2 separate regions of the Ovis aries genome follow, and region 1 is linked to region 2. The links are chromatin contacts, called in public Hi-C maps. All regions are on one chromosome and are shown on one strand. The core of a region is the stretch at or near the end of the contact, and the rest is flanking DNA. Distances in the headings are between cores, read along the strand shown. Region 1 has its middle 460 kb from the start of TRNAS-GGA. Region 2 overlaps ASTN2 (astrotactin 2).

Region 1 (6,290 bases), core at 989-3,488, 980 kb before region 2:
GACACTGAGGTTCCTGCTGAGTATTGTTATTCAAAGAGAAACACCAATAGCAGAAGGAAGAAGGAGGAGGAAGAGGAGAAGAGCAAGAAGGAAGGGACTGGGGGAGGAAAGGAGAAGGTGGAGGGAGAGAGATCTGAAAATGCACACGCAGAGCTTCTAAAGCCACTAAGGATGGAAAGGGTGGGGATGGAAAGAGGGGATCAGAAAAGTCATGCTCAGGTCAGTTCTGGAGGATCATCCATGGCCTGGGAGGTGCCCCATCAGGACTAGATCAAAAGCAGACCATGACGCAATCAGCTGTTTGTGTACAGATGCTGGCCCTCACATTCCCACATGGGAACATCTGCTGGGGACAACCACTTGACAAATAAGCAGGCAATTAGGTAGCAGATCCATCTGGGCCGAGAGCATGGGACCACCAGCAGAGGGGAGGCTGCAGCGGGGGAGAGGGCTCTGCTGGGAAGGAGGCTCACGTGAGTCAGAGCGTCTAAGACAGAAGAAGGGAGACAGGGTCAGGAACGGAGTTCAATGCAGAAGATCGTTTGCTGCGTGTTTTGCAGCATGGCTTACGAGTCTCAGGCTTGGCTATAAGTGATAATAACCTGCAGATCTTAAATATCCCGATGTCTAGGCTGTACCCCCAAACAACTCAATCAGAGTCTTTCGGAATGGAGCATAGGGAGCAGTGTTTTTTAAAGCTACCTAGGTAATGTCCATGTGTTGATAAAGTGGAAAAACAATGGTCTGGAGGCCTCTAAACTTAACCAATCAAGCTGGTGACACAAAGATAATGGTCTATAAGAGCTACCATTTTAATGCCCCTATGCTTCTCTTTGGAACAAATCTAAGCATACCTTTTGAGTTTATACAAGCCTCATTTCAGCGGTCTAGCATCAAGTAAAGTCCATCTATTCTATGAAACAAATACAAACTACTTCTATCTCTTCTATTAGCTAATCTTAAACAAGCTGGTTCTTTCTTCAAGGTTCCATTATCTTATCAGTTGTCCCATAGAGTTATCTGTTGGGAAGTAACATTGATAATGTATACTTAAGGGTTTAAAACAGGCTGGAGATATAATAAGTGCTCAGTAAGTGTTGGTGGAACTTGACTCTGAGTCACATACACGAAAGGAAACGTTTTAGCAAGTCAGTGGGGTGTTGTTATTGATGCTCTTTTCTCCATTAGACATGACAGCCAATCTATCACCAATCTTGCAGATATTACGCCCTAAATACTCTCCAACCTATTTTTCGCCAGTCTCAATGCTGTAGCTTAGACATTCACCATCTTTCATGTGAACCATCGCAATAGTCAAGAACCAAGAGCTTTATATCCACAATTGCGTACTGTTAAAATGTGTTCCATACACCACAGACAGAAGAATTCAAAACAAACAAATATCAGCTCTGCTCAAAACCTGGAAGGGATACTCTATAATCCAAAAGACAAAGACCAAGCTCTTAATGTGGCACATAAGACTCAGACTTGATTCTCCTGGCCTTCCCACATTCACTTGTATATATCAGCTCTTTCCACATGTTCACCTCTCTCCTGCCATAACCACCTTCATATCCCAATGCTATCAACCTACTTGTATTTTTCTCTGTATTCACTTGGATGTTTACACAACAGACCCTTTTCTTGTGCTGCTTTGCTCATCTCAGAGTGCCTTTCTGACCTAGCTAACACCTGTCTATTCCTTAAGCTCAACTCAGGCACTACCTTTCTTTAGAAAGCCTTCCCTGGTTCCTTTACCTGGTTCCTATTAAAGGCTATGCCTTGCATTTCCTTCTGCAATAATATTTTACATTTCGCTGGAATTGTCCAAACACAGTCATGAATCTCAGCCAGTTGGTTGTTAGCTCCTCCATGACAGAGGCCTTCTCTGGTCCCCCACTGTGTGCAGTCAGCATACAGAGGACATAGATGCTGTTCCAACTCAGGTAGATGCTCCATCGCTTATGAAACTTTGGTCCAGTGAACCTGAGACATTGTACTGAACTTTGCTCCCAAGGAAGAGGTGGTTTGCTCTCCCACATCTTCTTTTCCGCTTACTCATGGGGAAAGGCCAGGACTGTGAGATCTGTGTTCAAATCTTGCTGGTCAGTCAGCTCCTAACTAAGGCTTAGTTCCTGAAGGCAGTCCTCTGGGAATCATTTGCAGACAGAAATGGAGCCATGCAGAAACAGATCTCAGTCCTTGTTCTTTCCTCTGAACCAAATTGGCTCTGAGTAATGCCTTTGCGATCCTGACCACATCCTCCTTCTCCACTGCCAAAAACAAGGGGCTAGAGATAAACCATAGCTCAAGCTCGAAGAATTTGGAGAAGGTGACTCGCTTGCTGGGTCAGGGCCATATTCCAGGAAGGCTCCTTCAACCCCCTTGGGTCTTAGATTAGACTGTGTCCTTCCAGTCTTGTAAAAAATGAGCTGTCAACAGCAAGTCAGAAAATATTAATGGGGTAGGCAAGAGATGCCCCCCAAAGGGGGAGGATTGCAGAAATTGCTTAGAAAACACTCAGTAAGATGACATTTTTAAAGAATTTGCTCTTTGTTTCTAGTGACTTTCATACAAAGTTACTGCTAACTCCCCCAACTGCATTGGAAATATTTAGATTCTATATTTGATTCAAAAAATTAAGCATGAATCGAAAGTGATGTTAGAGATAATCTGGGCCAATCCCAGAGCTTTTTTTTGTTGTTGTTGCTGTTGTTTTTTGTTTGTTTGTTTGTTTGTTTTTAAGGGAATGAAGGATTTTGTTTTCCTGGTTACCTAATATTTAATCTCCTTTTTTAAACCAAACTCCCATTGTCCTTTGGTTGGACAGAATTCCAAGATGGCACAAAAACTTCTGCCCCTGTATACATTCTATGTGTAACAAAAACCAATGGGATACAATGGTAATTATAATAGATTGACAATCAGTCAACTTTGAGTTGATCAAAAGGAGATTATCTGGGTTACCAGATCTAATCTGATGAGTCATTTACAAAAAGGTGAAGCCATTAAAAAAAGAGAGACATACTTGCTGACTTTAGGACAAAGAACACTGTCTTATTGTGAGGCTGGGGCCAAGTGTGAAGGACCTCAGGATGGCCTCTAAGAGCTGAGAGAGGTCCCTGCCAAAAGCCAGCAAAAAAACAGGGGCTTCCGTCACATGGCCAAAAGGATGTGAATTCTATCAACAACCACGTGAACTTGGAAGAGGACTCTGAGTCTCAGGTGAGACTACAGGCCTGGCTGACTGACACTTTGCTTTCAGCCTGGTGAGACTTTGAGCAGAGAACTAATTAATGTTTATGCAGTGCCTGAACTTCTAATATCGTAAAACCATGAGATAATAAAAGTATGCTATCCACTTCTTGACCGTTGGTTATACGAACAGGACTATCTTCCCTCCATCTTCAGTCATGGCATAGGACCCAAGGTTAAATTAAGCATTGTGCTCCCTCCTCCTGTCCACAGGGATTGGGTCAAGATGGGTATGTGAGTTAATCTGTGCCTATGAGAATCAGGCCAAGCTATTTTGTTGGATCTGTTTAGGGAGAAGAAGTGATCTCTTTTCACTGAAATTGAAGCTGAAGGCATTTAGGTCTGGACCTGTTGTCAACTATATTGCCGCCATGTGGAATTTGGGAATGAAGTGAATGTTGAGAAGAACAGATTTCAGCAGTGCTGAGAAAAACGCAGATTTCTTGATGTATTTTGAGCCCTGGAACAAGCTGAATCTAGAGAAGAGACTACCTATGAAGGTTTGAATGACCTAAACCTGTAATACCCACCCTTTGTTTAAGACTGGTGGGGAGCAGATCTTCATCCCATGAAATAGAAAAGACTCTGAAATATGGGGCAACGAGGGCCAGACAGGAATATGTTGACCCAATCACACAATTAATAACAAAATGACATAAAAGGAGTGAGACTTCCTCATGCCCAGGCAAAAGGATTCAACGTCGCTTTATTTTTAGGCGGAGCATCTCCCTGGGTGCCCTGAATTATTAACTGAAAGAATACAATATAACAGCGATGGCAGCAACAACAATAACTACAGGTCAATGAGTTTATTATGAGCCAAGCTATTTGTGATGAAATACAAATGGCATTTAATATTATATCCCTATAAACCTTGTGAATTTTATATCTTAATAATTTCTATCCTAAAGAGGGAGGTTCAGAAATGTAATAACACGATCAAAGTCACATAGCTGGTAAGGAGAGGAGCCAGGATTTAGTCCTTATCTGTCTGGATCCAGAGTCTGTTCTCTTAACTAATGGGTTAATTGTTGCTAGGATAAAATAGAAATAAAACAAACCCAGGGGATGTTTATTACTTCAAACTGATTGCAAGAATATGTCATAAAGACATCTTTTTTTTATTGATACAGATTCTCAAAGACTGGTGTGTATTTCTCAATCAATCAGCACTACATGCTTGAATAAATCTCTCATCCCTAATGTTGAAATATTAACTTGTACATCTCTTGTCCCTCCTTTATTTTGAAGATTATACAGGAAGTACGGAAAGGAAAAAAAAAAGGGAAAAAAGTTTGAAAGGAAAAAAAAATGCAACTTGCTATGAGGGGAATAAATTCAAACTAGCATTTGGGGCACTTGTATTCAAATTGCTATCTTCCTGCAATTGCCTATGTGATCTTGTGCAAATCATGTCTCTATTGGCCTTTATTTTGTGATCTATAAAACAAAGGGATTTACATTAAAATTGATGTGCCGAAAACCTTGCTCCATTATGAAGACATTTTGATGGGACTCCAAATACCCCAGGAACATTTTTGGCTAAACCAACATTGCCTTCAATTGAATACTTCAGTTCAGTCCTGGAATATCTCTGAGACGTTCAGCCACTGGAAAACCACTATGCCCAAATTATAAAAGTACAGTACATCAGTTAAGCACTTGGATTTCCCTGGTGGCTCAGTGGTAAAGAACCTGCCTGCAATTCAGGAGACCCAGGTTCGATCCCTGGGTCGGAAAGATTCCCTGGAGGAGGACACGGCATCCCACAAACCACTCCAGTATTCTTGCTGGAGAATCCCATGGACAGAGGAGCCTGGCAGGCTACAGTCACTCATAAGGTCACACAGATCTGGACACAACTGGAGCAGCTTCAGTTCAGTTCAGTTCAGTTGCTCAGTCGTGTCCGACTCTTTGCGACCCCATAAATCACAGCACGCCATGCTCCCTGTCCATCACCAACTCCTGGAGTTCACTCAGACTCACGTCCATCGAGTCAGTGATGCCATCCAGCCATCTCATCCTCGGTCGTCCCCTTCTCCTCCTGCCCCCAATCCCTCCCAGCATCAGAGTCTTTTCCAATGAGTCAACTCTTTGCATGAGGTGGCCAAAGAACTGGAGTTTCAGCTTCAGCATCATTCCCTCCAAAGGACACCCAGGGCTGATCTCCTTCAGAATGGACTGGTTGGATCTCCTTGCAGTCCAAGGGACGCTCAAGAGTCTTCTCCAACACCACAGTTCAAAAGCATCAATTCCTCGGTGCTCAGCTTTCTTCACAGTCCAACTCTCGCATCCATACATGACCACTGGAAAAACCATAGCCTTGACTAGACGGACGTTTGTTGGCAAAGTAATGTCTCTGCTTTTCAATATGCTGTCTAGGTTGGTCATAACTTTTCTTCCAAGAAGTAACTTTTCTTCCAAGCAGCTTAGCATGCATACATTCAGAAACGAAGCATTAAAACACTGAATAGGGTGTGCCAACATGGATACAGCAAATTAATGATGGCAGTTCCCTCAAAAATAATAGCACAAATAATCTCACAAGGGAGAGGTTATTTATTATTATCACCGTCATTTGACAGAGGAGGGTACTGAGGCTCAGATGTTAAGTAAGATGCATGAGGGATGAGCCCGAACTGAAACTCAGTTCTGTCTGACTCTTGAACCTGTGCAGAAAAGCGCTAGATTATAACTATGCACCCTTTCCTCTTCTGCAGAGACTTTCTGTGTCTGATAGAACTGTAGTGTTCTATTTGGGGACTGCTTTGGGTTGAAGCAGAGCCGTCACTTTTAACGACTCAATCAACTCATCTGAAGTATACCAGATCTTTTCTAGAAGAGCAGAGGGGAACTAAATATTCCCTAAAAAAATGGAGATCACTTTGTTCCTCTAAGAAAAGCCTGCTTTATAGCCACACTGTGCAAATCGCCCTAGGGCTTGTTTCATTTTTTTTTTTCTTTTTTCAGGCTTTGTTTCTCTCTTTGAGAGTCATAATTGCTAAGATTTATGCAGGAAACTTTTCTCTAGACAA
Region 2 (6,266 bases), core at 1,671-4,170:
CTGAATTGGTGAGGCCATCCAAGCATCTCATCCTCTACCATCCCCTTCTCCTCCTGCCTTCAATCTTTCCCAGCATCAGGGTCTTTTCCAATGAGTTGGCTCTTTGCATCAGGAGGCCAAAATACTGGAGCATCAGCTTCAGCATCATGCCTTCCATTGAATATTGAGGGTTAATTTCTTTTAGGATTGACTGGTTTGATCTCCTTGCTGTCCAAGGGACTCTCAAGAGTCGTCTCCAACACCACAATTTGAAAGCATCCATTTTTTGACACTCAGCCTTCTTTGTGGTCCAACTCTCACATCCATACATGACTACTGGAAAAGCCATAGCTTTGACATAGGGACTTTTGTTGGCAAAGTGATGCCTTTGCTTTTTAATATGCTGTCTAGGTCTGTCATAGCTTTTCTTCCAAGGAGGAAGTGTCTGAAATTCATGGCTGCAGTCAACATCCACAGTGATTTGGGAGCCCAAGAAAATAAAATCTATCACTGCTTCCATTTTTCCCTCTCCTGTTTGCCATGAAGTGATGGGACCCAATGCCATGATCTTAGTTTTTTAATGTTGTGTTTCAAGCCAGCTTTTTCACTCTCCTCTTTCATCCTCATCAGGAGGCTCTGCAGACCACTAGAGAAATCTGGGAAGCTAGAGATCCATCCCTAACACCCACTTCAAACAGCAGGCAGAATCCTGACGGAGCCAAAGGCTGAAGCACACAAGGATGGTGGGTCTCATCAGGAACATGGGAACCACATATCAGCACCCAAGTCAGGGACCTGATGTCAGGCCCAGAAACTGGAGGACATAGGCTCTTGCAGAACGACCAGCAACTTTATCACCCAAGATTCCCTCTTGCTGTTGGGAGAATGTAAAGTATGCCCTCAGGCCAGCTAACTCAGAGTTACTTTGCTGAGACCGTCTCTCTCCCCTTTCTGCTGACTCTCACTAGAGATCTGAAAAGCCAGGGGAAATAATTATTACCACACAGTGAAGTAGAGGTAGTGCTTGAAGTCAAGCTGACGGGTTTGAATCCAGACCTCTCACTGTGCAGCTTTGTGCAGGCAGCTTTACATCTGCAGCCTTGGTTTCTTCATCCGTAACATGGAGCTGCTAAGCCCTGTTTTCCAGAGTTTGTTTTATGAGCTGTAAACAAGATAATGGATGCACAGTACCCAGCACAGTGTGTGTGGTAGATTTTCAATTAATGTTCACCCCTTTGCCCTCTTTTTTCCTAATCAATATAAAAGGAACTAAATTCTATACATTCTTCTATACGTTCACTTAACCCTTTGTTCACTTACCATTCTGTGTCTCTATCCTGCTGTTGTTCGGTCAGTCACCTACGACTCTTCACGACCCCGTGGACTGCAGCACGCCAGGCTTCCCTGTCCTTCACTGTCTCTCCCAAGTTTGCTCAGACTCGTGTCCATTGAGTCGAAGATGCTGTCTATCCCCCCTTATGCTGTACATTTTGGAAGACAGGTTTTGCGTCTCCTGTTTCTATATCCTGGGGCCCTGCCCTGGCCAAAACGAGGATGGCTGCTCGAGAGGGTCTGCTGCTCTGAAGCTGCTTCACTGGAAACCCCACGCTTCCAAGAAGAGGCTTATACTTTCCTATGTGATAAGCAAGCTTGTAGGAGCCCTTTACCATCCTGATCTGCCCTGTCCTCTCTGGAGGGACAGCCCCTGATAGGATTGCTCAAGTTGTCTGTTTTTATTTTGAAAAAAGTGCACTTTCAGAGGGGAGAATGAAATCTACCCTGAGTCTGGTAATCGTTTCTTGGTGATCCTGGGGCCAGGGGCCAGTCAGACTGTGGACTGTACACAGCTCATAGATCAGGATTAAATGAGATGGCGTGGGTCGGGGCAGGTCTCCCTGGAGCTGCAGGGCCCCAGGGAGACGGAGCTGTGGTGTGGTGCCTCTGACCCTGCCCCCACGCTGGTGGCTCACGTTCACAGGGGCCACCATCCATCCCAGCTGTAGCCACCAAGTCGGTGTGGCCTCCCCCAGGGTCCCCACCAGAAGCTGGCTTGCTCTCTGCTCCAGTGACGGGTGAGGAGTGGGGAGGAGGAGAGGCGAGTGGAGCCCCAGACCTGGTCTCTGGCCCTCCTCTCTCATCTCCCTGTCCTTTCTTCCCTCTTTCTCAACCCTCGTCCTCTTCTCTTACCCCGTTTCTGGCCTCCTTCTCTTTTCTCTTATAGAAACATTTACTGAACTCCGAGTGCTTCTGATGCCTGTGGACCTGTGCCCACACAGTGAGTGTGAGCTGTGTGTGCTGTGTGCTCTGCAAGCGGATGACACCTCGTGTGATCGGCACGCCTGTCTGCGCTGGGTGGATCGGCGTGGCATATGGTACGTAACATATGTCTTTACAGTCCGCCTGTGGGGAGCTGGCCATGTTTACGCATCACGCGTGCTTCTGTTGCTTGTCTGTGATGCGTCTCTGAGGATGTCTGTTGCGGTGGTGGGCTATCCCCAGGCTGTGTGTCTCTGTGTGTGCATGCGTGCTTACCATGCGGGTCTTCGTTATCTGCCTTTTGCATATGGTACATGGCTGAATCTGCCTGGGGGAGATGTGTTTACACGTGTGTGTCTGTGTGTTGTCTTTGTTGTGGCTTAGCTGGGCGAGGGGGCCATGTTGTGTGTATCTGCGTACTATGGATTGCATTCATGTTGTGGTTCTGCATCCTGTGTGATTTAGAAAAAAGAAAACAAAACCTGGGCTGTGCGCTGTGTCTGTGTGGTGTTTACTGCACGTGCCGTTTGTAGGCGCGCAGGCGTAAGCTGCCTGTCTCCTGAGTCCCGGTCTCCGTGAAATGCGTGCCTGTGTTTCTCCGCCGGCTCTTCCTCCCCTTCGGGTGCCCCAGCCTCCCTCGCTCCCTCCCCTCTCCTCCCCAGGCTGTGACCGTTCTCAGCTGACACCTCCGCTGCTCTGGCAACCCGAGAAAGGTCAGCCGGCCCCCTCTCTCCCCGGCCGGCGGGAGCCTGGCCGTCAGCGTTGCGTGGTGTGGGAGCGCCCTCTGTCGGCCGTGGACCCCACACACACCCGGCCCCCACACACTCGCGACCGGGGCTTCCTCTTCCCTTTCTGGCTCTTCCTAAGGACTTTCCAAGCTCTTTAACAAAGGCTGAGATGACAATATCATTTCTGATGCCAAGCAAGATGCTTTTGAGAAGAAAGAGGGTGTCGTTCAGGGTCCTGAGGCAGTGCATGCACAGCAGCGGCGGCCTGGGCAGGCGGTAGGGAAGACTCCCTTGGCAGCCTCCTCGGGTCACAGCCCCATCGAAAGAGACTGCAAAGTGTGCGGGCCCCCGCCGGCCGAAGTACCAGCTGCTCTCAATTCATAGTCACCAGTTTAGAACCTCAAACCCACACCTACCCAGTGATTTCATGCACACCACCCCCCTCACCATCCTCCAAGTAATTCCCCAAGGCCTCAATTTCCCCCTTCCACAGAGACCCACGGTTGAGACCCAAGGGTTCCAGTTCCAGAAAGAGGGGGGGTGGGGGTCAACTGTGCAAAGCGAAAAGGGACACTTTTCCAGGGGATTGAATCCAAGGAGGTCAAAGGGGGACTTGTGAGAGGTCTTCACTTAGTGGAAGAAAAGGAAGTTATGGATGTACCAGGACTTGCAATGCCTCTGGTAGGTGATTCTAAGAACCTTGGCAGGAGGAGGAAGGAGCCACAGGCCCATGTGGGCACTAGTGCAAACACACACACACACACACACACACCCCCAAATGCAGAACTCTCCAGTGGCCTCTGTGGCAAATATCCCTGGGACATGGGGGCATGTGTGTGGACTACTTGTTGACTTATAGAACAAACAGATCTAAATGGCACTATTTTTATACAAAAATGTGGGTTTTCATTGCCTTCCTTCTTCCAGTTGATTAAAGAGGAGATTGATAAGCAGAAGTTATTTCTGCAAACTCAGTATGACAGGCTTGCTGGAGACCCAAGGACCACTTGGCCCAATCAGCTGAAAGTATATTTTCAGAGCTTACCTCTCATGAGGCATGAATAGTTATCTCAAGGTGTGGCCAAATAAATTTGCAAAACACAGGGTTAAATAAAGTTAAACAGATTTATTTCCCACAGAGCTTTTAATATGAGAATTCATCTTATGAATTTCTGAGAAAGGGGGCAGCTACATGCAGTGTTTCTCAAAATACTTGAATAATGGAATTTTTTTCCCTCCTAGACATCCATAGGAGAAGAAAAATTTTTTTAATTAAAAAATACTTTTTGTTTTATATTGGAGGATAGCCAATTAACAATGTTGTGATAGCTTCAGGTGGATAGCAAAGGAACTCAGTCATACATATATAGGTATCCATTCTCCCCCAAACTCCCCTCCCACCCAGGTCGCCATATAACGCTGAGCAGAGTGTCCTGTGCTGTCCAGTAGGTCCTTATTGGTTATCCATTTGACTTCACTGAGCACATGTCCATCCCAAACTCCCTAACTATCTCATGGGAGAAAATTTTAAATTTACACATTGCCAAAGCAAGATACCCAGTAGCGTAAGTCAATTACTATTAGTTTCCATTCCCCACAGCAACAGTGCGCTGTTTTGTTTTGACTTTTGTAGGTTTTGTTTCTTTGGATCTGCCAGTAATCTGGATGGGGTGTGCTTGTGTCATCCAGCTAGACTACAGATGAGAAGGGAGGCTCCGAGAGACACGGTGACTTGTCCCAAGTCATGACACTTGCAAGGGAAAGAGCAAGACTTGATACCAGGCATGTCTCTCTACAAAACACATAGACTTCTACTCTGCTAACTGCTATTTAACACAGCTTGACAGAAAGTTTAAAATGTGGTCCCTGCCCACAAGAGTGGTACAATGTACTTAGAGAAACCTTTTTAAAAGTACTCATGCGAAGGTGAAGTCGCTCAGTCGTGTCCGACTCTTTGCGACCCCATGGACTGTAACCTACTAGGCTTCTCCGTCCATGGGATTCTCCAGGCAAGAAGACTGGAGTGGATTGCCATTTCCTTCTCCAAGGGATCTTCCCGACCCAGGGATCAAACCCGCGTCTCCCACATTGGAGGCAGACGCTTTAACCTCTGAGCCACCAGGGAAGCAAGAGGGGAAATATGAGAGTAATAATTAGTGGATAATAAGTGGCACTGCAATATGGGAGATGAGTACCCTCAGTGAGAACCAGGAAGGTCAGGGAGAGCTTCCTGGAGGAGGTGAATTTAAGTTTTGCTCCGAAGGATGGAGAAGTCTCGGTCAGATGAGGCATCAGCAATTTTTTTTTACTGCAAAGGGTCAGATAGAAAATATTTTCATGTGAGCCATCCAGTCTCTGTTGCAAATACTTGACATTGCTGTTGTAGTGTGAAAACAGCCGTAGACAAAATGGGAATGAATGGATGTAGGTAGTATTGCAATAGAATGTTGTTTGCAAAATAGGCAGGTAGTCCAGGGGCCTTGTTTGCAGAGGCAGATGGAAGGGAGAGGGGATGTGGCCTTTCTGGACTAGGAGAACCTTTGTACACACGTGCAATGACCAAGGCACTCTGAGGCCAGCTCCATGGCCCAGGTCTGCTCATAACTGTCCCCTTTCTGCCTCCCACTTCACCTCAACCCCCCTCAGCTGTGTTCCAAACCTTGAGGGTGAGCTTCCTGCAGCTTTACAGAGGGCACGCTGCCCGCATTTGAGATACCCTGAGCAAAGAGCTCACCTATCCCAGAGGAAGGCACCTGTGAACTTCTACCTGGATTTAGCCTGTTGCAGAAGCAGAGAAAGATAACAAACCTAGCTCCTTCTTGAAAAGGGGATTGGCCTTTTCTCCTTCCAAAGAAGTTGTTCAGTTCAGTTCAGTCTCTCAGTCGTGTCCGACTCTTTGCGACCTCATGAATCGCAGCACGCCAGGCCTCCCTGTCCATCACCAAATCCCGGAGTTCACTCAGACTCACGTCCATCGAGTCAGTGATGCCATCCAGCCATCTCATCCTCGGTCGTCCCCTTCTCCTCCTACCCCCAATTCCTCCCAGCATCAGAGTCTTTTCCAAAGAAGTTGAGGTCAGTGTTAAAATGCTGGCCTGTTCCTACGAGATAGCAGTCTGCAGAAGAACGCCATATATTCACTCAGAGTAACATTTCAGAGCAGCAACTCCGTTCCGCGTCTCTAGTACAGGTCCCATAATGTCACTCCTGGTGCATTAAACTTCAGTTCTCTCCACTTAGTACAGAATCAAAATCAGGGGCTCCAGCCTGGCATTCAAGGCACTGTATACTCGACCTCCATCC

What was found. Hi-C and Micro-C count contacts between places; a contact is called where the count stands out from the background.
Region 1: a Hi-C map of mixed tissues shows a contact between it and region 2, with 4 times the contacts expected there. The contact joins two enhancer-like sites. A contact is called at or near these places in 7 of 16 Hi-C or Micro-C datasets (blood, hypothalamus, liver and 3 more).

Annotation. Positions count from the first base shown.
Region 1 is chr2:8,157,074-8,163,363 of ARS-UI_Ramb_v3.0, reverse strand. No RefSeq gene overlaps it. Among named protein-coding and RNA genes, the nearest start is that of TRNAS-GGA, 460 kb to the left of the region's middle. Within about 2 kb of position 2,238, at least 4 of the 54 cell types and tissues checked have an H3K27ac peak or open chromatin away from gene starts, as enhancers often do.
Region 2 is chr2:7,174,370-7,180,635 of ARS-UI_Ramb_v3.0, reverse strand. The region is part of intron 18 of ASTN2 (astrotactin 2); the gene reads right to left. Among named protein-coding and RNA genes, the nearest start is that of TRIM32, 100 kb to the right of the region's middle. Within about 2 kb of position 2,920, at least 13 of the 54 cell types and tissues checked have an H3K27ac peak or open chromatin away from gene starts, as enhancers often do.